Regions from separate parts of the Gossypium arboreum genome. Here region 1 is linked to region 2. Evidence: chromatin contacts called from public Hi-C data. All regions are on one chromosome and are shown on one strand. The core of a region is the stretch at or near the end of the contact, and the rest is flanking DNA. Distances in the headings are between cores, read along the strand shown. Region 1 holds the start of LOC108489302. Region 2 holds the start of LOC108487148.

Region 1 (5,627 bases), core at 390-2,889, 150 kb before region 2:
AAGCACTTGAATTATCTTCCAGAAGCAATGTTCCAGAAAGGGAACAACCAGAAACTATGCTCCGTATCCCTGCACACATTTCCAGCTTCAATGTTCCTCCATGAGTCCTATCACTCTTAACAGCTCAAAAAGTTCCTAAAACCCACCACGCCCCTTAATCACTCTAACCTCAAAGGTAACCCCAAGTCAACTACCAACCACTAAAGAAATCACTTCAACTGCAAAAAATGCCACTGCAAGTCCAGGATCACTTACTAAACCCTACAATAATCTTACACTAAGCTACTTCAACAATGCCCGAAATAGAAAGCTAACTTCAAGAAATGCTCTTTTGATCAAGAATTCTAGCTCCAAAGTTATGTTAAACCAAACGGTTTTCTTAGAAACAAAAATGGTCCAGTACAATCTGACCTTCTATGGTGTCTTCCCGGATAATAAGGAATCATCACCTCCTCCTTCCAATAATAATCCAATACCAAAACCATCCCCCAATTGTGATCAAACACATAAAAATACTGAAAACCCTAACACACTTTTGTCTAAAACAGGTAAAAATATTCAAGCTTGTCTAATCACTGTATACACAATTCCATAAGAAAGCAATCTTCTTCCATGCCCAAAAGCCTAGCAATCACCATTTTTCTTAAGCAATCTGTTCAAAAACCAAAGTTTGAGGCAAATAACTCTTCAATCCGACAACCCAAATACTGGAGCTTGAGCCCATTTCTACTCTGATCGGAACCCTAATCAGTTCCCAATTTAGGAAATTTCCCCAATCTGTTGATCCGCATGAAAACCCTAAAAAAGAAAACCCATGAAACAAAAACTTCTACTGAGTAAAAAATTAAGTACCCATTAAGAAGCAAAAATCATGGAAACCCAAATTTTATCCAACAACGATTAAACAAAAAGAAATCTCGAAAAAACAAGAAAATTTATAAAAAAGGAAACACTTTTGCTCCGAGAACCTTAGGGTAAATGGGTATCGATCAAAAAGCGAAAAGGAAAGATTTGATTCAAAACGTAAATTCTGTTTTGTTTGTTTTTTTTTCAGAAAAGGAGAGAAAAACCAACTTTTGAAAAACAAAAACAACATTGAAATACTGAAGATAAATGGGAAGATTAATAATTACCTTGCCCGCAACAAAGTGGGCATTGTAGAAAGGAAGAATAAATAGATCCTTGTTGGTTTGTTTGTTTGTTTGTCAGATTAATAAAAGATTAGATTATAGAAATATAGAGTTAAAAGGAAATAGATAGATAGAAAGAAGAAGTAAGCAAAGTTTTATATCAGTTTCAATCTTGTTTTGCAGTCATATGATTAATATTGTTTTAGGTTTTTTGAAGGGGTCTGGGTATATTTAAGAAAGATATGGATGGAAAGACCAAAAGAGAGAGAATGAGAAAAGCTTGTTTTGCAACAACAAGGCCCTTACTATGATTTCGTTCGGAAGTTACACGCGAGAGAGAGAGAAAATATATATACATAAAATGAGAAAAGAAAATTAAAAACCAAACAAAGAGAAGAGAAGAGAAGGGAAGGTAAGGGAAGGGGAAAAAAAAGAGAAAAGAAAAAGATAGGAAAAGGAAAATATATAGAGTTAGAGGCCGATAAAAGGCCCAAATCGATTGTTAGACGCTTACAAGTTAAAGATTACATTAGATTACACTCGCTTAGAATACTACCGTTTAGTTTGTATTGATTGAGTATGATGATAAATATAATTTTTTTAAAATAAAAATTATATTTATGTTTATCACGTGAAGTTTTAAGAGATTTTTATAGTATAAAGGTATTAACTTGATTGATGCAATATAAATTTAATGATCAATTAAATTCAAAAAATTAAGCATTACAAATAAATAAATTTAAGAAACAAATTATATATTATCACTTTCTAATCATAAATTATAAAATAAATATAAGATGTAAAATTTAAAAAAAAACCTGTGTTTTGTACGTAATATGGTGTACTCTTTTATGGGAAAGATTTCATCTCACCATCAATGATAGTAGATACTGCAAATGAGATTTATTCATTTTGGATTTGCGTTTTTTATTATTATTAATTTAGATATTTTAAGCAGTGAATTTGGAATATATTCATTTTATTTTTATGTTTGAATTTATTTCTTGAATCTTTTATTATTATAAATAATGGGTTCGAATTTGGTTATTTGATTTTATTTTTATGTCTAACTTATTTACTTGTTAAATTGGAATATTTGAGGATAATATTGTTGAATCTAAATTTGGATTGGAGATTGTAATACTAAGTCTAGTCACTTTTTTTTTTTTAATGGAGGTGGAATGTAGAGTGGATGGTTTCAGTAATCATTAACTTTCTTTTAAATTACTATTTTACTGTTAATACAATATCCATCAGTATATTAAAATTATAAGAAGAAATTATACATGCCTCTAAATCTACATAAAAGATATTTTTTTGGTAAATTACAATATTTTTTAGTAAATTACAATAATAAGGTAAAATTTAAATAATCACGCAATTAACACGACTCAAACCTAAGTCACATTTAGGGTAGTGAATATTCTTAACTATCAAATCATCATATGAAATTCATAAAAGTGTAACTTTTGCACTTAAAATTTAAAGTCATTTTTTTGTTTTAAAAAGTAAAATTTTGATATCAATTATAATTTATGATTTAATTAATCTCAACAATAATAATTTTTAGTTAATGGCACTCATCAATTGAATCCAGATCTATTTGTAAAATTAAAAAATATATATACTATGAGGATATATCTATCATTTTATATTTTAGGTAAAATCTAAAAAATATACAACATGTTTGATTTATACTTAAAACACAATTTTAATATATTAACTTTATCATTTCAACCTATACTCTATTTATTTGTTACATTAAATTTTAATAAGTATTTATTATATAAATATTATTCACTTACATAGTGTATATGTTATAATCTAATAACAATAATCTCATCAAGTGAATAAATTAAAATAATGTTTTACATAATGTCATTACTTTGCAATATATTTTTCAATTCACTTAAATATTATTGACTTAAAAAATTAATTACATATTTAAAGAATTTTTAATAATATTTAAATAATTATTACGTTAATGAAATATTATATTGTTGATATGAAATTCAATTGAGATAAAAGATAGTTCATATTATAGTTGAGAGTCATTGTTAATATATAAATGGGGAGATTAGGGATGTGATCTTTTGAAACTTTTCTTGTTATTGATGGAGGAAGTTTATATAAACGAGTTGAAGTTTAATCAGAGCCTCGTCAAATGAATACGTATTAAATAAAGATTCATGAAGACCTTAAATAATGTGTAATTAAATATGATAAAATGATTATATTCTAACCTAATAAGTTGGTGTTGGAATCAAAGGATCTTACTAATTTAACATGAGCCTTAAAAATATTTTTTTAGGATTTGGAAGAGCCTCTTTGCTTGAGTAATTATCTTGGAAAATCTCTTTTAGTGAGGGCGAAGTTTTCTCAAATGATTTATGAAGAATAGGTGGTTTGAATCAACATATATTTTGTTGTATAGTTTATATAAAAAATAATAATTGTAAACTACACTTGTAATCATTCTAAAATAGAATCTATCTTATTTTAGTCACTTTAATTTTTTTTTCAATTTAATCACTCTAAATAAAATAACAATGAGAATTAATCATTGTTGTTAAATTTCTATTTTCTTTTAACAGATTGCTAATGTGGCATATTGGCACATTGAGTGATTGTCACGTGACATTTTTTATTGACTTTTGACTAAAGTTTAGGGACTTCCCTATAATTAACCCAAAACTTTTTTCCCTCTAAACTTTATAGAGAGGTCCATAAACTTTAGTTAAAAGTCAATAAAAAATGTCACATGTTAGTCACTCAATAGACTAATGTACCACGTCAACAATTCGTTAAAAGAAAAAGAAAATTTTAACAAAAGTGACTAAGTTGTTACACAATTATTTTATTTAAAATGACCAAAATAAAACATACCCAATTTTAAAATGATCATGGATGTAATTTATCAAAAAAATAAAAATCACATAATTCAGTCATCATTTTATATGTCTAAATGCTATTATTATTGCATATTTGATATTTTTACTACTATTTTATTTGAATAATATTTACTAACACAATTACAATTTTTTATCATACTGTTTTGAAATATTATATCCATCAATTAATATTTTGTTATATTAATGTAGGTTAAATGAAATTACTAATATTAATAAGTTGAAATATGAAGGATTAATGCGCTATTAAGTTGTGGCACACATAAATGTAGGTGATATTTTCTTTAGAATATTAACAAAATATTTATACTATTAATCAAAGTTTTGATTAATTTAGTATCACGAATCAATAAGATATTAACTCAATTAGAAAAATTATAAAACATCCTTTAATAAATAAAATAAATTATATTTTTCGTGGATATTTTAATTTTTTATTTAAAAAATCAAAATAATTAAAATTTTTGTATGTGGATAAATTTGAACTTGTGTTATTTATATATAGCAATAACATATTAACTTTATCACTAAATCAAAGTTTTATTTTAATATAATATGTATATTTTAATTATGCTTACGTTTTTAATTTTTATTTTACTCACAATTTAATCTATTTTTTATTTTAATATAATATATATTTCATATATTTTTATCAATTACTTTCAAACTATATATTTTATTATTTATTATATATTATTTTATAACTAACATTTATATTCTAATTATATAGTTTTCACATCACGAGTGATATAATTTTTAGTAAATGAGAAATAAAAAATTTATGTATGATAGCAAATGTGTGTGGTAAATGGTTAGAGGAGGGTGAAATAACTTTGAAAAACCCAAAATTTTCAGAAAAGAAAAATATTATTCAACATAGTATAATAAAATTGATAATATTGCAGAGTGTAGAAAATAAAATAAATGTTCACCAGAATTAATTAACAAGATTCAGCTAGTACAATGTTATTGAAGCTGAGAAGAGAGTGAACACGCTTAGGAGAAGCTTGAAAAAAGTAAAGGCTGCCAAGTTACATTAGGAAACCATTTGGGGAAAGCACATGTGGGTAGGTTTCCACTTGCCTGTTACCTATTTAATCTCAAACCTAGTGCTTACTAAACACGTGGCACCGCCCTAACCTATCATCTCAACTATCTGTCCGTACACGTGTAATTCTATCACTTTTCTTTACAAAGAAAGATGAATTGTGTGTGATTTGTCTCTTCTCAACACCTTCCCCCACGTGATCCTGTTTCTCAAATTTATCCTATTAGTTTTATTATTTTATAATAATTGTTTTCTTTGGGCAAACTTTTTTTTTTGAAAATAAATACAGCTCAAAATATCAACAATAACATGAAGTCATTTAGATGCGATCTTCTATTAGATGTAAATCAGTTCTTCTATCGTGTTCCGCCATAATTATTTTGTCTGCGAGTTTATTTTCTTCTCAAGGAATATGTTGCATGCCTCCATTACTTTAAAAGCTCCAACAATGCATGAATTATCTTTATCAAAGTAGGGTTAGAATTTCTAATTATTCATTCTTGAATGATGTTGATTGTTTCAAGATTGTCTGTCTCTCTA
Region 2 (5,324 bases), core at 886-3,385:
AGCTTGCTGCATCATCATAGGCAGAGACGATGATGTCAATGATGAAATAGCTGGTTTCTGAGGAAGCGTTTTAGCCATCTCCACATTTAATGGTCGACCACCAATATCCATATTGTTTAATGCCAAAGCAGCCATTGCTTCCTCAGGTTTTGAGTATTCTATATAAGCAAAATGTTTTGAATCAGTGATTGTACACTCGACAACAGAACCACAGAAGCTAAAAAGCTGTTTCAACTGCTCAGCTGTGAGAAGTGGGCTAAGATTGCTAACTTGTAGGGTTTTCTTCAATGCATCAGCCTTCCCAGCTTTGTCAGGAGAATCTGACATGCAGCAGACAACCGTTAGCTTGAGCCCAACAAAATAAATAGAACTTGGGAAATAAATTAACAAAGAAACAGACAGTTCAAAATACGATAGAGTAAAAAGTACCAGATGAATCCTTAATTGACTGAGCTTGTGCTTGAACCTGAGCTGAATGAGCTTGAAGGGCCTGAGCAGCAACAATAGTCTGAGCTGCAGCCATTGCAGCCGCTGAAGGTGCCATAGGTACCTGACTAAGAGTTCCCATGCTGGTTGTTGCAGCCAAAGCAGTCATCAGCAAATTGTGAGGAGGATGGTTCAATTTGCAATCAGTTTTAGCACAACGGCCATTGAGGTATTCTCGACAAACTTCACCAAGAGATGCCCCCATTCCAGGCAATATAGCACCACCTGAAGCACCAGAAATAATGCCTGGGATCATTCCCAACAAGCCAGGGAAAGCTCCAGAAACAGAACCTGTATAATTTGGCATGTTGGGCATGGTTTGGTTTACTAGATTTGGATATGTGGATGCAGGAGCCACCCCTAGTAGTCCTCCGGTAGACTTACCTGCATAACAAAAATTCAACATCTATGCCCTGAGCACTACAGACTGCAACCAAGAACCACGCTTAAAAGTGAAGCCAAAAGTAAGAACAAAGACTCAACAACAATTTTATATGGCCAGTGAGTGCAAAGTAATGAGAAGGTGAATATCATTGGGAACTTTTCAAATTCCTAATCGTGAGCCTTCTTCACCTAGAACAACAAAAATAATATACAAAAGACTGCATTTCATATTAGAAGCAAAAATTACTCTAAAGATTTGAATATTAAAAGATCCACGTATTATATAGACAATCAAATAGGGACAAGAAACATGCAAAGTCATGCATGGCAAGTGACAGCTAAACATGCAGTTAAAACCGAATAAACATAGTTTTAACGATGTTACCTGCACTGAAGAACACCGGGAATGGGCTACCCATGATGGGTTTCCCATTGCATTCAATGTTTACCATATAGTTCCCTCTCTTAGGCACCACATAAGTTACAGAGTAAGTCCCATCTCCCATATCCTTCACAATGCCATACTGTTCTGAGCCCCCAATACCCACACCTGGCGAAACCCTCACCTTAATCTGCGCACCCCCACTCTGTACTTTCCTTTCATCTGCATCTCTCGTTACCACCATAAACGTGGAGGCAGCACAGGCAGTGCCACCCGCTATTCCTGGCCCCGCGGCCATGCATTTAACGGGATCCACGGGACCAATTGGCTTGTTCACCAAGTCACCGGTGTCCTCGGATTCACTATCCGATGAAGCAGCCACCACATCCTTGTTACGGTTCTTATCAACATCCTTGAATGTGGCTTCGAAAGCTGCTTTAGCAGCAGCAGCTTTTTCAGCCTCAGTTTTTTGCTTGGCTTCCTCGGCTTGTTTCATCCATATAGGCTTTGAAGCGGTCGTGTTTCTATCCGCCATCAATTTAAAAACACCTAAATTGCTAGAACAATCAAATAAGCAATAATGCAAATGTCAACAACAAATAAAACAACGATATTTGAGGAAAAAATCCATCCAATGTGCGCCGGTAAACCTAGCTGAAATTTCAGAACTAGAATACTATTAAAGTCCCAATTTACTAATGCAAATGAAACAAAAACTAACCAATTAGCCCACGCAAAACCTCAAAATCAAAGCTAAATAATTTTTTTTTAGAAAAAGGAAAAGTAGGTTTGATATGACGCTTTTTCGATTTGACTGTTCATAACTTCTGGGGTCCGTTAGACTTTGTTTGGTTACCAGGAAATGGAAAGAATTTTCTTAAAAAGGAAAAACAAAAAATGGAAACGCCTTACCGGGTAATTTTGTTTGTATCAGAATTGGAACTGGGCCGTGTCGGGCCGAGTACAGGCCAAGTATGCCAAACTTTAGATTCATTTACTGGGTTTGGATTCAACTCAAAAAATATACTTAACATTTTATTCAAATTCGATCAAGATAAAAAATGTTAAATCCGAGCTCAATCTATTTGTATTAATTTTTTCTATATTATTTTATATATAAAATAAATTTAAAATATATAATACATTAAATACACTAAAAACATTAAATAATGTTAAGATAGTTACAACTTGCAAGTAAATACATTTAAAATAGTAACAAAATTAATAATAAAACAATAATTATAAAATATCTAAATAATAACAACAAAATAATAGCAGTATAATAGCAAAATAACAGCAAAATAATAACAAAATGACAGTAAAACAAAAGTAGAAAAAAATTAAGCAAACTCGAGTCGGGCCGAGTCAGGTCTAGACCAAAAATCTTACTTGAGGCTTGCCCCATTTAGAAAATAGGCCTTATTTTTTATTCAAGTCTATTTTTTGAACCTATATTTTTACTCACTTTTCGAGCGAGTAATCCAGCCTATGATCAAGTCACACTATATAATGTTCCAAGTTCAAGTCTCACTATATGTTTTAAGATTAAAGATTAAAGATGTTCTAAGTTCAACTCTCACTATACATTGTATTTTATTGATTTTAATATCTTTATAAAAGTATTATCATAATTATATAATTTACTTGTATAAATAATGTTTTCTAGTCATTTCCCAAATCAGTTAAGAAAATATCTAAAGTCCCTTTTAAAAAGTTATTAATTTTAATTTTACGTGTTTAATTTTTAATTAATTTTTATATTTTATTTAATTTCTAGAATTAGTGTAAATTAATATTCATTATTCGAATGATTAAATATAATTGAAATATATTAACTTATTTAACAAGTCAAATATTATTATAATAAAAACCAAATCATAATTAATACATGATTAATATATTCAATATATGATATAATTTTACTTCTTAAAAGTAAAATAAGCAGCATTGCTCGAAATAATAACTAATTAACTAATTAACTTATATCAATTATTTTAATAATTCAAATATAGTGCTAATAAAAATTAATATACTATAAATTAAACTCTTCACTATTTATAAATAATATAAATATAATATTTAGGTTATATTATAAAACTATATTATTTATAAAGTTTTATATATGAAATATATAATTATTTATTAAAACATAATGTAATTTTTTTTATATATGAAAACTATAGAATGCCACTCGATGTTTTGATTTTTCTACATGATAATGTTAAGCGAAAAGCTAGAATAAGAAAACAATCTAAATATAAAATAATTTAATATAAATTTTGAATATTAAATCTTTTAATAATCTTTACACAATTGATGAAAATAAAATAATAAAATAGTATAAATAATAAGATATTGCTTATTGATTAAATTGAATAGTTTAAATTAAGTTTAATGACAAATTTAGTCACTAATGTTTACATGTTTTATCAAAATGGTTCTAATTGTATTTTTGAGCTTTTTTTTTTTTACCATAAACCTTTTTTTTCAAATTGTTTTTTTAATAGATTTGACAGATAAAACGCATCTTATCCCAAGAAGGTCAGTAGCTTTTGTGCTATTTTCTCAGAGAACAAAATCAGGTTGCTGACTATTTAACGAAGTTGGCTCTGGTCAATAAAGAAGAGTTGCAAGTTTTAATTCTCCCTTGAAGGAGATTTTAACTTTCATTTAATCCGACAAGAATTTAGAATTCTAATTATTTATTTCACCAAAAAATTAAATATGGAATATTTTTAATGAGATGTAATATATTACTTAATTAACTCAATAAGATAATTATATGTGAAAATTAATAAAATAAATAAATCATACATGAAATTAAAAATAACTCTTAATTTAAAGAAAAAAAGTAATTATTTAAAAAATTCAAAATGAATGCGTGCACTTGTTTATTGAGAGATTTCAAAAGAAAATTAAAAATCAAATCGAAAATATTGAATGTGTGCATTCATTTTGAAACCCCTTTAGATAATTACGTTTATTTTATTTAAATTAAGAGTTATTTTCTTAACTTCATGATTTATTTATTTATTTTATTATTTTCCACGTGTAATTATTTTATTGGGCTATCTAAGCAATAAATCACATCTCATTAAAAATATTCCACATATGAAATTTCACATCATTCTTGAAAATATTTCACAATTATTTGCAATACTTCAAGGAATATGCCAAAATCTTCAAATATTTTGACCATTATTTTCTTGTTTTTCATTATTATTCTTTTTATAGTGGTTAGAAGTACCACTGTTATAACCGCCTTGATAACGATTATTAGTATGTCTCCAACCACATCGTCAATTACAACAACAATCATAATCTCTATATTTTCATTTTTCATAACTGTTATGTACTGTTGCATTCACTTCAGAGAATGAAGCAAAACTAATGGGAAGAATTTCATAGTTTTTCATTAGTAACTTATTATTTTGTTTACCCACTAGAAAGTATGAGATCGTTTGAAAATATTTTTAAAGTTATTTTCACAATATTACTACTATAGGAGTACATTAGATATTTCAATTATATAGTGTAATGTATTCCTTCGGTAATACAAATACATGAGTATCTCATGTTATTTCTATATATGGTTTTAATGTAAAACACATGAAGGTTTTATTCAACATATATCTTTTTATCTGAAAAACAATGTTATATTTTACAAAATTTTGCATAACAATGAGGTAAAATGTTAGCTCTTAAAGAGCTTTTTACAGTTTGATGCAATATTAGCTCTTCAAAAGCATATAATCATTTTATTATATAACCTTATTGAATGCTTAATTTATTTTAAATAATATATAGTTTTGCATTTCTTTTAACATGAATGATAAAAAAATTATCTTCTAAAATTTTATTTATTCATATAAAAATAAAATAAATAGGTATAAATAAAACATATGTTAAACATAACAAATAATAAATTCATGATACTAATAAATCATTGTGGTTATATAATATTTTTTATATATCATAACACAACAAAATACAAAATATTATAGTGTCAAATTAAAATAACATTACAAATATAAAGGTTTAAACATAAACATTTTCTAAACTCCACCTTCAT

The links. Hi-C and Micro-C count contacts between places; a contact is called where the count stands out from the background.
Region 1: a Hi-C map of leaf shows a contact between it and region 2, with 4 times the contacts expected there. The contact joins the promoter of LOC108489302 here to the promoter of LOC108487148 in region 2. A contact is called at or near these places in 4 of 5 Hi-C or Micro-C datasets (all in leaf).

Annotation. Positions count from the first base shown.
Region 1 is chr10:45,360,987-45,366,613 of ASM2569848v2, reverse strand. LOC108489302 reads right to left here and starts at 1,639. Exons shown (of 4, transcript XM_017793746.2): 1 at 1,134-1,639; 2 at 1-798.
Region 2 is chr10:45,216,681-45,222,004 of ASM2569848v2, reverse strand. It overlaps LOC108487148, which reads right to left and starts at 2,135. Exons shown (of 6, transcript XM_017791406.2): 1 at 1,256-2,135; 2 at 430-870; 3 at 1-320. The coding sequence starts at 1,787.